Regions from separate parts of the Bombyx mori genome. Here region 1 is linked to region 2. The links are chromatin contacts, called in public Hi-C maps. All regions are on one chromosome and are shown on one strand. The core of a region is the stretch at or near the end of the contact, and the rest is flanking DNA. Distances in the headings are between cores, read along the strand shown. Region 1 overlaps LOC101737516 (lysine-specific demethylase 3A). Region 2 overlaps LOC101737516 (lysine-specific demethylase 3A).

Evidence for each region. Hi-C and Micro-C count contacts between places; a contact is called where the count stands out from the background.
Region 1: a Hi-C map of midgut shows a contact between it and region 2, with 2.1 times the contacts expected there. The contact joins two enhancer-like sites. A contact is called at or near these places in 2 of 7 Hi-C or Micro-C datasets (midgut and whole pupa).

The regions. Positions count from the first base shown.
Region 1 is chr23:11,205,191-11,211,630 of ASM3026992v2, reverse strand. The region is part of intron 8 of LOC101737516 (lysine-specific demethylase 3A); the gene reads right to left. Among protein-coding and RNA genes, the nearest start is that of LOC692945, 24 kb to the left of the region's middle. Within about 2 kb of position 1,615, at least 4 of the 8 cell types and tissues checked have open chromatin away from gene starts, as enhancers often do.
Region 2 is chr23:11,137,258-11,143,567 of ASM3026992v2, reverse strand. All of the region lies in intron 6 of LOC101737516 (lysine-specific demethylase 3A), which reads right to left. Among protein-coding and RNA genes, the nearest start is that of LOC134201095, 46 kb to the right of the region's middle. Within about 2 kb of position 3,682, at least 8 of the 8 cell types and tissues checked have open chromatin away from gene starts, as enhancers often do.

The sequences.
Region 1 (6,440 bases), core at 366-2,865, 70 kb before region 2:
ACATAGAATTTGTGCACAAAAATAAAATTCGACGTGTTCCGAATACTTCACAGACTATACAAAAACGTTTAAGAAAAACCAAACAACAAAATTTCACATCGTACGTATAATAAAATAACATATCCTAAATTATAACAGTCGAAAAGGTGGATCCGTATTAAGTGGGTTATGTAAGGCGACGCAAATAGTTCTGTGAAATTCGAGCCTTCAAACTGTGCAAATATAATAGGTAGGTAGGCACTCTTTGTGCTTTCGGAGACACGCGCAGTTTTGAATTATTCATTTTAACATACCACTTTACGTATGACATTTTGTTTTTACCGATCTTTCGAGTATAGGTAAACCCACCACACAGCTGCGTAAATAGCATGCGTCAATTTATGTGCAATTCTAATAAACAATCGTATTGAGTTCTATTTTCCATTATAGTAAAGTATTGATGAGGATAAGAGGTCAAAACCGTCATAACTATTTGTGACGAGTTCTATGAAACCGACCGCATGACTGGCGGCGATCAATCATCGGGCCTTTCTATTTGAAACACGAACTGAAGAGTATTGAAATTTTTGATTTATTTAATACCTACTTCTTTGAAAAGATAAACGATTATAAATCGAGAGCACGGTTTATGTTACGTGCTTCTGCTAAATTTCAGCGTAACCATCGCAGTATGCTATGTTACGTTTAAACGTTAAGCCACGAGTCAAAATTTATAACGATGCGATGTTTCGAAGCGCGTTCGTGAAGTCGAAGCCATCTCGTTAAAACCTACGAAGCGTATCGATTCCAACTCACCGACCGTGTAATGAAACACTTCCACTCGGACAATAACCGTTAATACATTTACTCGTGACAAAGCTTTCCCTGTCCCCCTTCGCACTGCAATTACACTTTTTTAGTGGAATGTTAAGTGAATAACATAATTATGATAATTATGTACCTACGTGGTCAAGTACTTTCTGAATTCACTTTCTATAGTAATTGTATAATTTTATTCTCAGTTTTTAAATGTCAAAGCGTTTGCTTAATATACGGAAACTCGGTTCGCCCGTTTCGTTGTATTGTTGTGATCGCTCGTATAGATTACAAAACGTTCTTGGCGCATCGGTTATCGTGACTTGGCCTGCAATACCACCTTGAAGATACAGTGTAGCTCAGTATCTATCACGACTGCTTGACTCGTGTTGTAAATTGCGCAATGCGCTATCCAAAGAGCACGGAGCAGAGCAGACTGCAATCTCTGCTTACCATCTCACGACGTGCAGTGATAACGTGTAAATTCAGACACCAAGTATTTTAACTGGAGACAAGTATTCAAGGAATTTGTTTTGTTGCAATTTTAAAATATCTATTTTGCACAAATGAAATGTCAATTATGCATGATCAGTAAAGAAAGTAGTGCTAGAAATGTTCGAATAACGATCGTAATGTAAGACAAAGGAATTAGATAACAGGAATTAGGTGGAACAAGCACGAAGGGTCATTCCGAGTTTCAACAAACAATAGAGCGATAAAGCTCTCGAATCGATAACGAATTGCTGTTTACGCTAACAATGCACGCTCGGAAAACGTTGCTTGATATCGCATACCGATACTAAAGGTCATTCGATACACGACTAGTGTAATAACATGATAAGTAACGCATTATTTATTGTACGCGATACGTTGAGCTGTCGTTAATCGGTTATATTAATATACTAATAGGTACTTGTAATTAACAGTTTTGAGTTAATCGACAGCAGCACGATCGTTAGCCATAACGATTTAAGCGGAATCACGGAAGGTGAGTAGCTATTAATGGCGCTATAAATAGAGGCTAATCGATATGACTGATATGTTACGAGATTTTTCAAAATCGGAATTTTTTTCCTCTAAAACCAGTTTGGATCAATTTAATGACTAGTTCATGACTTTGGAGTATTACTTCGGTTTTCCATGAGAACTGCTTGTTTAATGAACGAAAACTTAGAAACGATTTCAAATTGCAGGTAATGAGCTACTGCCTTATTTAATAACAACGTAAGCGATTACCAGTTCAAATGTGTTCAACATATATTATGACGTGCCACATCACATGTTAAATTTATCGATTACTTCAAAGACGAGAGGCATCATTCGCGACGAGGTGTGAAATTATTTATTAAACGACAAATATAACTACTATGATTCCTTAGTACTTACAGTGTGGAAAATAGTTCCAGAATCCAAGTAATTTTGAAATATTATACAGCTTCACTCTTTTCAATAACACGAACACAAATTAATCTTCCGTTAAATTAAATCTAAAACTTCCTTTTAAACTAAACGAAAGTTAGTATCACAGATATTCACAATAATATTACGGCGAAGTTTTAATGAATCCTGATATTATCCTGAGGTGTCCTTGAATGCGGCCAGGAAATTGTAAAATACGTTCACCTGCACTCACACACACAACGTAGTCAGTCAGCACTCTGTTAAGCTACACTATCACGACTGAAAATTTTAGTCGTGCCTTGCAGACGTACTAGAGCCTCCGTAGCGCACAAAGAACTGAACGCGGGGACCGGGGGAAGTGGAGTTTGCAGGAAAAGGGGGCGGGGGAGCTCCGCCGCGGCAGTCTCGCGACAGCGACGTAGCGGATCGTGATCGTAGCAACACTAGCAACAAGTGAAGGGCAACGCGGGGGTGAAGCAAGACGGCGGGGCATAATTTTGGGGAGGCTCCTATTCCCTAGTCGCACACAAAGAGCGCACCTGATGTAAAGCCCTGCACGCATGGGATGAACCGGTGAAGATCTCAAATTATTCACACAATGCATTTGGGGAGCGGTCATGTATCAACCGGGTTATTTTTTTATGTATAGCAATTCACGAAACATGATTTGTGAAGTTCAGCAATTTATAAATTTATTATTTTTACTATTATGGTGTCATTGATTTCTTAGCAGTTCTATGGATATCTCGTTCTACAGAGGCGGTGAACTCTTCTACCCAACTACAGCATTAAAAAATAATGTAGCAGGAAAACTAGATATTATTACTTTAACATCCCGAAATCAAAGGCTCAAATTTAATTTCTTAAATTATGTTAAAATATTCATTTATCATATTAAAGTCGTGAGTTTAATGAAATCGTGCCGCCTACGTAACGAGACGGAGAACTTCGAAAGAGTTTTATTACTAGAACATAATAATGTTACAATATATTAATTTATTTCATGGAAACAGAATTGGTATTTCCGTTTTTCCATGTAACAAGATCTATTAGTGTCTTAGCTGGTTTGACTTGCCGTAAAAACTTGTGCGAGTTGTTTTGGTTATAAATCTGTTGAACATATTATATGATATATCCAAGGCTATTTAATAATAGGTAAATTGTAAGATCTCTTAAAAAAAACTCAAGCGTTGGCACTCAAGAACATAATTTAAGGTGGTGATTTGTTTTTTTTTAACCAATGATAAAATAAATGAAAATGATGAAATGAATGGAATACATTGAAATGTAAACAAATACAAACCAGCAAACCGTAACATATAGAGAATGTTTTACAATAGCTCGACGATTTGGAATACGTCCAATTTCTTGACATGCTATCCGAAAAATGTATGTACTTACTTACCCACATATTTTAACGAGCGGAGTTCATACAGGTTATAGATGATGACAGAAATCCATTGAGAGTTACACAGTCGTAATAGTTTATGATATAGAGTAACTTTATATATCGTTATACTGCGAATTTAATCTATACGAACGCTACGCTTAATAAAACGTAAAGAGAATGTTATTAAAACGTTTTTATTACACTAAACGATTTTTTTGTTCTGGCCGAAATAATAATATCACGAAAAACCTAATTACTTTTTTGTTACGTATTAACATGCATAATACAACGTATCGCTGTATTTATTATTAACACAGTTTTTATTACTTCGGTTCGTCATGCGGGCAAGCGGATACGTGTAAGTAAATTGTTAGGCAAAACCTGTTTGCGAAGTTTTTTTTTTGTGAAAACAAGCAAAGAGGTCGCATACCTGATTTTGGCCTTGTGCTAATCGAGTTAGCGGTTACATGCGAATAACTAATGCTGTGTAATTTACACATTCGATGTATAAAAACTGCATCACAAGATAAACATTGAGCTGTTATTTTTAATGGGCACATTCACTTTAAATGACTGTTATGTTCTAAATAACAATGATAAGCGGTAATGCTCGAGAGAGATAACCACGCGCATGTCTACATAATCACGTTCTTTGATATGAAGTAGGAACACAACCTCACGACTAGATAATCTCCTAAAAATAAATGTTTTATCATACAATTGTTGGCGTACACAGTCATATACATAAGATAGCTCGCATAGTGAGAGAGGTGGGGAATTTGTTGATAACAAAATACAACAAACACGGCAGTTGATAGATAACCTGGTTGCAGTTGCTGATAACGACCCCGTTATCCCGCACATTATTTGCACAGCTTTTTTTTGTAATACATTCACGTAAATTACATTTAACTTATTTTTATGTACCCGATAACATTCTGGGAAACACAAATTCAAAAAAAATAAACTATTTAGACTTAACTTTAGTTATTTTTATAATATCGTAAAGGACCTTGATACTAATCACATTAAATTAAAACTATTCAAATTAGCATTAATGACTGTACATTTTAAAGGCATTTACGATTGAAGTGTTTCGTTCATAATCTTGAAACAGTTCTCATGTACTCTGTGGATCATTAGTTGTTAATTGTTTTAAAACTTTATCGCATACTTCTTATCATATGTTCTATTTTAATTTCATAATTAGTTTTGTTTGCTTATAAAATTCCCTTATTCGTTACACATGTTTCTCAAATACATATACGGGGTCAGTATCTTCAACTCGCAACTTGTTTAAGAATACACACAAAGTACAAAGTCGTAATTTTATATCACGACTGCTAAAATAACAATAAGTTATTCAGCTTTATCGATAGCTTACACAGCTGCGGTTGAGAACTACTCGACAATCGATACTACGATTAAATTAATTCCACGTCTATGCCTGATGCAATAATAGTGAGTCACGATGATATTCTACTAGTGGACACAGCGGTCGATTTGTAACATCACTATTCATTAGCGTCATGGGAGCCATGACCAATAGCTTGGACGCAGTCTTCTCAAATTTAGATCAAAGAATTTTTAAACGATAATTCTGGACTTTTGCCATAACAAGTTTGTCACGATAGTTAATACTTATTATTAACTCAAAGGAATAAGTGAAACTTCCGCTGTGAATCGAAGTATTTCGTCATCATATCTGCGAGGACCGAGGACCGGTCGCCGATCGAATGTCAAAAACCGCACGACGCAATAAATTGTTGTCTCATGGAGAGTAAACATCGGCGTTCGGCCGCATTCATGCATAATTGATGAGGGTTCGAAACGAGCGCGTGGATTCCTGGCGGTCACGACTCGGTCGAGCTGAGCGCCTCGGGCAGCCATTTTGTGAAGCCTGCCCGCTCCGGGTGTGCCGCATCGTGAATATTAATACTCCCTTCATGATGTTCACCACTACTCTTGTTCAGATCATTTTATCAGTTTAGCGAATTTTTTTAATACGCTTTTATTATTAGCTTCAGAAGTATGTATGTTTGTAACGGAATCTTTGAACATGATTTTGACCCCCTTCAAAAGGTTGGTAACACGAAATTTGGTATTCAATATTTAAAAAAATATTGAAAAAAATTGAAATTCAACTAAAAAATGAAAAATAAATAATAGTTTAAAAAAACTAACAAAATACGTTTTTATAGAAAATCCAGCTAAAAAATTTAAAATAAATTTTAATAAATTTGAATTCAAAATAGTGTACGAAAAAATGATTTTATTGTAAAAAAAGCGTGGGGTGCATAGTATCAATAGTTATAAATATTTTATGGACAGATATGAATAGAAGGGTTATTCTTGATTGTTTCGCTTCCGCTGCACTCCGTCAGCACGTAACGATCTTGACTCGAGTATTACAAGCAATTATCATTGGCATGCAATGTGCAATTAATACAAAATCATTATTGTTCGTTTCTATTGTTGCCGTCCGAGTAAATAGAGCATGCTTCGTTTTAATACATAATAAACTGAAACGTACAATACGACGCTGCGACTCTCACGCGCCGCCATTGTTCCGTGTAATCGCCATCAAGTCTTTTCCCTCGCTAAGCAATTCGACGTAAACAGGGGACGTTTCTCAATAAATATAATCATAGAATATTTAAATGAATACTTTTGTTAGCGCAAAGAGAACACCAGCGAATAGTCAAATAAATAATCTAGAAAATGTGGATTTGGCAATAAATTCACTTGTTAAATTTTTAAAAACAAATCATTTGTGATATTACAAAAACACAAACTTTTACTAGCGGTTTCCTTTTTGAATTGAGTGATTTCTCATTATTTTCTTTTAAAAGAA
Region 2 (6,310 bases), core at 2,433-4,932:
AGAATATAGAGAAGAAGTGCACAATGCTAATATTTTTTTAAAAGAATGCTTAAAAGATACATTAAATCAATAAAGGAAACACTACACACACTACATACCATGTATTTGACGCACACACGCATGCATACTATTTATTGTCAAACTTTTGTTCCTGACGTCTGTTGTCAAATTGAGAATAGATTAAATATTGTTGGTCTTTGTTAATATTTTTATAATGTAGTTTTGGCGAAATTTGTGATTACAGAAGTATAAAATACAATCATAATAGTGTACAAACTTACAATTCCAATTAATTATAGTCGAATTTCGACTACTGCGGGACCTCTAGTTATATTAGCTTTCTCAAGTACCAAACGCCTGTAGGCAGTACTTTGATGTAGGCTGCGTTCTCGGTACATTTATCTCTCAATCTTGCAATGCCCCGGGGTGGACGCCGAATACAATAACTACGACCGTTCGTACTGAGAACGAGTTCCCTCGTGTGTTCTTTAGAACCGGTATGTTTGGTCCGGACCCAGCCTCGGGGACTGACTAACTAGATTACAAACTGGTATTTAATGGTCTTAAGAAACATACACAGATTTATGTTTTATTTTAATCATATTTATCTATACTAATATTATAAAGAAGAAAGATTTGTTTGTTTGTTTGTTTCGAATAGGCTCTGAAAGTACAGGATCGATTTCAAAAATTCTTTTTCCATTAGAAGCCGACATTGTCCCTGATGAACATAAGCTACTTTTTTAAAATTTTTTTTTTTTTTTTTGGTTTCATGTGTGTTTTAATGTTTCCGAAGCGAAGCGAGGGCGGGTCGCTAGTACTTAAATAAATGCGTTCTGTAATCATTTCTATTCGAACCATTTATTACATTATCTTTCATTGCCTAGTTATACTTTATGACAGAACGTGTATTTCTCGTTGATAGTATAGTTAAGCATTCCTTGAACACCATAAAATATTAATTCACAATCGTATTTATATTTAAAGTTATTATTTAAAAACACAGTTAAATAATATTTTATTTTAAATGCTAACGTTTGACTCGTAAATGACCAAACGTGAAACTTGGATTACGCCCAACCCACTTCAATTAATGTCTTACGCAGTATATATGTATAAGGGAAATACGTAATTAATCAACTTGAATATAACAAAGGCGTCGTTTTAAACTAGGTCGAAACAATAAAGATGAGAATATAACTACCTTTGAGCTCACTTCATCATATTATTATCTTAATGTAGATTCAAATGAGAATTTTTGTATAAAATTTTTACCTACTAGTTTTATTTGTTTATTGCTTAGATGAGTGGACGAGCTCACGGCCCACCTAGTGTTAAGTGGTTACCGGAGCCTATAGACATCTACAACGTAAATGCCTTGATGTAACCTACCTTGAGATATTAGTCAAAGGTCTCAGTATAGTAACAACGACTGCTCCACCCTTCAAACCGAAACGCGTTACTGCTTCACGACAGAAATAGGCAGGGTGGTGGTGCCTACCCCTGCGAAATTAGACGTCCTACTACCAGTAAAAAGTAATCTAAAATATAAGATGTATTACAATAAAGGAATTATAATTGTTAATGTATACGTTTTTTTGAGGATTGTTTGAGGACTGTGCAGCATTACTGATGTTCCTGGAAGAAGGTAACCACTCACCATCAGGTGAAACGTAATATCGTCTGTCTACCAAAGTAATAAAAAAGTAGTTTAATACTATACGAAACAAGCAAGAGTCAAAGAATGTTATTATTAAAGCATTTAACTATCATCGTAAAGTTACGTCAGCATTTAGAAGATTCTAAAATAAAACGAGCTATTTACATAATGGATTTTCCAATGCGACCTGCCGGAGATTACCTTAAATAGGAACGTAATGGCGTTGCGAACGTTTGTCGGAACTTCAATCTGTAGACCCATCTCACTCCGTCGGTCCACAGATTATTATTAAAATTCCATTGTAACATTTTTTTTTGTTGTGAACAAACAACTAAACTGCTTGAGAGTTGCATTACCCGTTGTTATAAGTAAACGCAAAAAGCAGATTAGAAAATTGCATTACCCGTTGTTATAAGTAAACGCAAAAAGCAGATTAGAAAAAATCTAAGTAATATAAATTGAAATATAAATTACTGTTTTCGAGATACAGCCACGGTCTTAGCAATTTGAGCCGCGTGTATGTACCTATTATATACGTTTACGTTAAATTAGACCTATGTCTGCATATGTAGAAGATTCTGTCCCGCTTTGTCAGGTGAGATTTATCCACGTATACCTAAGTTTAATATGCGGCGAGTAGGCGTGCGTGGGTCGTAAACGGACTCTGTGGTATTCATGGATCGCCTTTATGTAGCTCTGTCTAGCAAGCACCAAGGCCATATTCGGATTTTATTGCTCTTTACGGGCATCGTTTATTTCGTAAACCACTGACAACAATGCCTTAAATTAAACCAACACCTGTCGTAGTTACGTAATTCATTGCTAAATGCAAACCGGTATTTAGCAATGACTTACGAATGAACGACCTTAATGGTTTATTATTCATATAATTTTAACTTCTCTCAAATCCAACTGCTCTAACTGTCTGTAAATATTGTTTACGACAACAGCGCGAGGAACAATGAAACCCGACAAAGAAATTAGAAAAGAACAAAAGCAAACAAGGGGCCCCGGTGAACGAGCTGTTTCCTTTCTGTACGTAAAATAATAACAATACGGTCGGCATCAGTTCGTGCGTGGCACAGCTCGATCAGTGAAGCGCGCGATTCAGCCAACATGTTCTAATTCCCGGCATCCGAGAACGCACGAGAACTTGTTTTCTGGAACTACCATAAACGCTTCTGAGAAATAAGCGGTCATTAAAGCCATATCTAGGTAAAATGAATCGGTATAGTATTCGGATCATGTAGGAAAGAGACCGATTTATATCAGGGTGTGGCCTATCTACTTGTATATTCTGTATGCATGCTCGGTGTATGCGACTTGCACCCACATTGTTGCGTGTAACGTAATGTGCACGTATGTATGTATGAGATAGTCGCGTTCATACAGCCTCGTGGAAAAAGTGTTAACTAGTTTCCCGAAACATGATTACTTTAGCAAATCCATATCTGTATGTACTTACTTAATAATGTATTTTTATTAACAAACAAGCTGTTTTTTACGATAACACGAAAATACGATAATTACGATGATTGGTTTTTAAGTATGTGTACATTTAAAAGAAATAAAATATAACACGAGTGACAACACTACTACGAACGCGAGCTGAATTATTAACAAATAATACAAATAAGCGCTACAGGAAAAAACAATTTATTCTTAACACATTCAGACAGACATATACCTAATGATATAGTAGAACTAGTTATGATAATGAAATGATTCTATAATAAAAGCAATGAACATCTACTGGTTTATAAATTAGCACAGAACGTTTAAGGCTAGTTCTTTGGTTGAAAATAATTAATGAGTCATCAAGTACCGCTAGTATCCACGGTAGCGCCACCTTCTGAAACGGCCACAAAGCACCAATATCACTTCACGATGACGTCACACATTCGAATTTCCAAAAACATGTAGTGCGGTGAAAGGCAAAGATGCGTTGGGTAAACCGTTCCGAGCAACGAGTAACCGAGCGTAGTGATGCCGGCGCGGGAGAATGGCGCAAACTGGCGTCATGGGGGAGGGGCGCCCCCCGCATCCCTCTCCCCTCGACCGCGCCGGCCTGCCCCGTAGTCGTGTCCGGGCCACCAGACATACACACTTGCATAATTAACCAATTATATTTCACACACATTGCGTCTTCCGCAAATGCAAGGTCAACTTTTTTGATGCACCGATAAGCTTTAAAATTTGACAACAATGAGATTACGTCCATATTTTTTTAACAGAGAAACTTTTATCACTGTTTGATAGATATTAGATTTATTTTATTAACAAGTCCATTCTTAAAACAAAATTACTGTGTAAGAATTATTTTATTTAATGTTTATTTTTTATTTCTTAAATATTATGAATACATACTTGTAATTGGGATAAATTTGTCTTCATACTAATTAATGGCATGGCATTCAATTAGCGGCAATCTTGGCATCAATCCTATTACTACCAAGACTGCCGCAAAACGACGAACATGAAGTTTGAGGACTGTTATTATTGTAATAGACGATTGAAATTTCGACCTCAAAGAGTCGTCCGGTTATATTTTTCATTTAAGTAAGAATCTATAATCTAGGGAAACAAATAAATAACAACAAATTTACATACATGTATGTATTAATTTATCTTTGTTGTACTTTCATAAATAAAGAATTTTATATTTACAGATCTTTTTTGTTGGAAATCCTTGATTGAATAAAAACTAGCACATACCAAATTGACAACTAATTTTATATATTTTGTATTCTTAAAAAACTCGGTAATGGTTTGGAAGAAGATAGGACAACCCTATCTATGTTTGTAACTAAAGGTTTACACATCCATTCAGGTTGAAATGAATATTAACTTTCAAAACAAAACAAGAACAAAGTAGTGAGTGGCACGTTAATCCGGACCCTTTTGACGGTAACGGGCGCGAGGGTGGGGACAGGCGGGCCGTCGTGTTCGGTTCCCGGGCTCGCCAGACGAATCCAGACATCCCGTAGGTACTTGTCGCGATCGATACTCGTACGGGAACTCGCATTAACCAACTCCGGCTTGCGGACACGAAACTCGGTCGATGTTGTTACAAACTTTACCGATTACCCGAACTCACCCCTCTTTGTTATTTCTAAATGAATGTACAACTTATTACAGAGCGCCCTTTCATTATTTAGGGCATTTGTTTTTTTCTACAGATTTCGAAAACGAGAAACGCTTCGAAGGGAGAAAGAATTTGAGGAAGTAGCTTTCTTAAAATGTGTAATATTTTGATTATTTTATTCTTTACTAGCTGACTCGGCAGACTTCGTAGTGCCTCAATCGATAAATAAAAGACCTAAACTTTTGTATAAAATAACACATCAAAGGAAAAACAAAATTATTATTTTTATTTAATTCCGAGTATTTTCATATTAATTTACCTTTTAAACATTCTCTGTACAAATAATTCAAGACCAAAATTTGCCAAATCGGTCCAGCCGTTTTCGAGTTTTAGCGAGAATAACGAACAGCAATTCATTTTTATATATATAGATAGATAAAAGAAGTTTGATTGGAAAGAGGAGAAAATGTAAATTGTTTTGTCTTTGCCTATTCTTTTGTATATACAGATATATAGACTAGAAAACGATGAATTACGATTAACAACATATTTTAATTATTTTAATTGCAAATTTTGATAATAAGCCGTTGGATGCGATAACAGGATAAACCAATACGAAATACCTCTTAATTATGTTGATCACTGTTTATTACCTTCATAAGTAGCGGCATATTATAAAATTACTTGTAATATTACAGTTTACTTAATATTATGTATTAACCGAACCGATTAAAATCCCGCAGGCAGATACCAATTTTTGAAATTTAATACGTACTTAACACATGTTCACAGATGACTTTTTATTGCTCAGACGGGTGAACCAGCTCAGGGCCCACACTTGGTGTAAAGCGAAGACTGAGGCCCATAGCATCAACAAAGTAAATGCCACCCCCACCTTGAGTTCTTATTTCAATACAACGTAGTACATAAGTACACAACGAAGTATACAAGTACAACGGCTGCTTCTATCTTCTATGCCTTACGGCACAAATAGTACCTACCCGTGTGGGCTCACAAGATTCCAGTAAAAATAACATACCATTCGACCAGAAAGGAATAATGTTCTGTAGTACAAATTGAATCCGCAAATAATATAATTTGCGTACACACTGGTCACCACCATCCTGCCCATTTCTGGCGTGAAACTATCATGCATTCCAGTTGGAACGGCGAAACATACAATAGAATCCAGTAATCACTCAAAGTCAGGTGAACCGTAAACTCGTTCATATTATAATTTATGCAGAACAGTAAAGTCAGGCTAAGTTCAAAACAAATATAGGACGATCTCAGCAGCTCAAACTATCAAACTGCGTATATGAGTCATAAATTCTTGTTGCGTTGTCGTCGGTGACCTAGATTTGAATAGACAAATAAATGGTTTTTTCCTATCCACGTTGTACTGAACTGAATCATACTATTCAGATAAATTAGTCGTTAAGGAAATGGTTTTGAACAAAAGTAAACAACGATAGGTACTATACTCGCTTTTTCGTTTATATATTTATTTATTTTATTTAATATATTTTGTACACACAGCTGTTAGAAAAAACACGACAATAAGG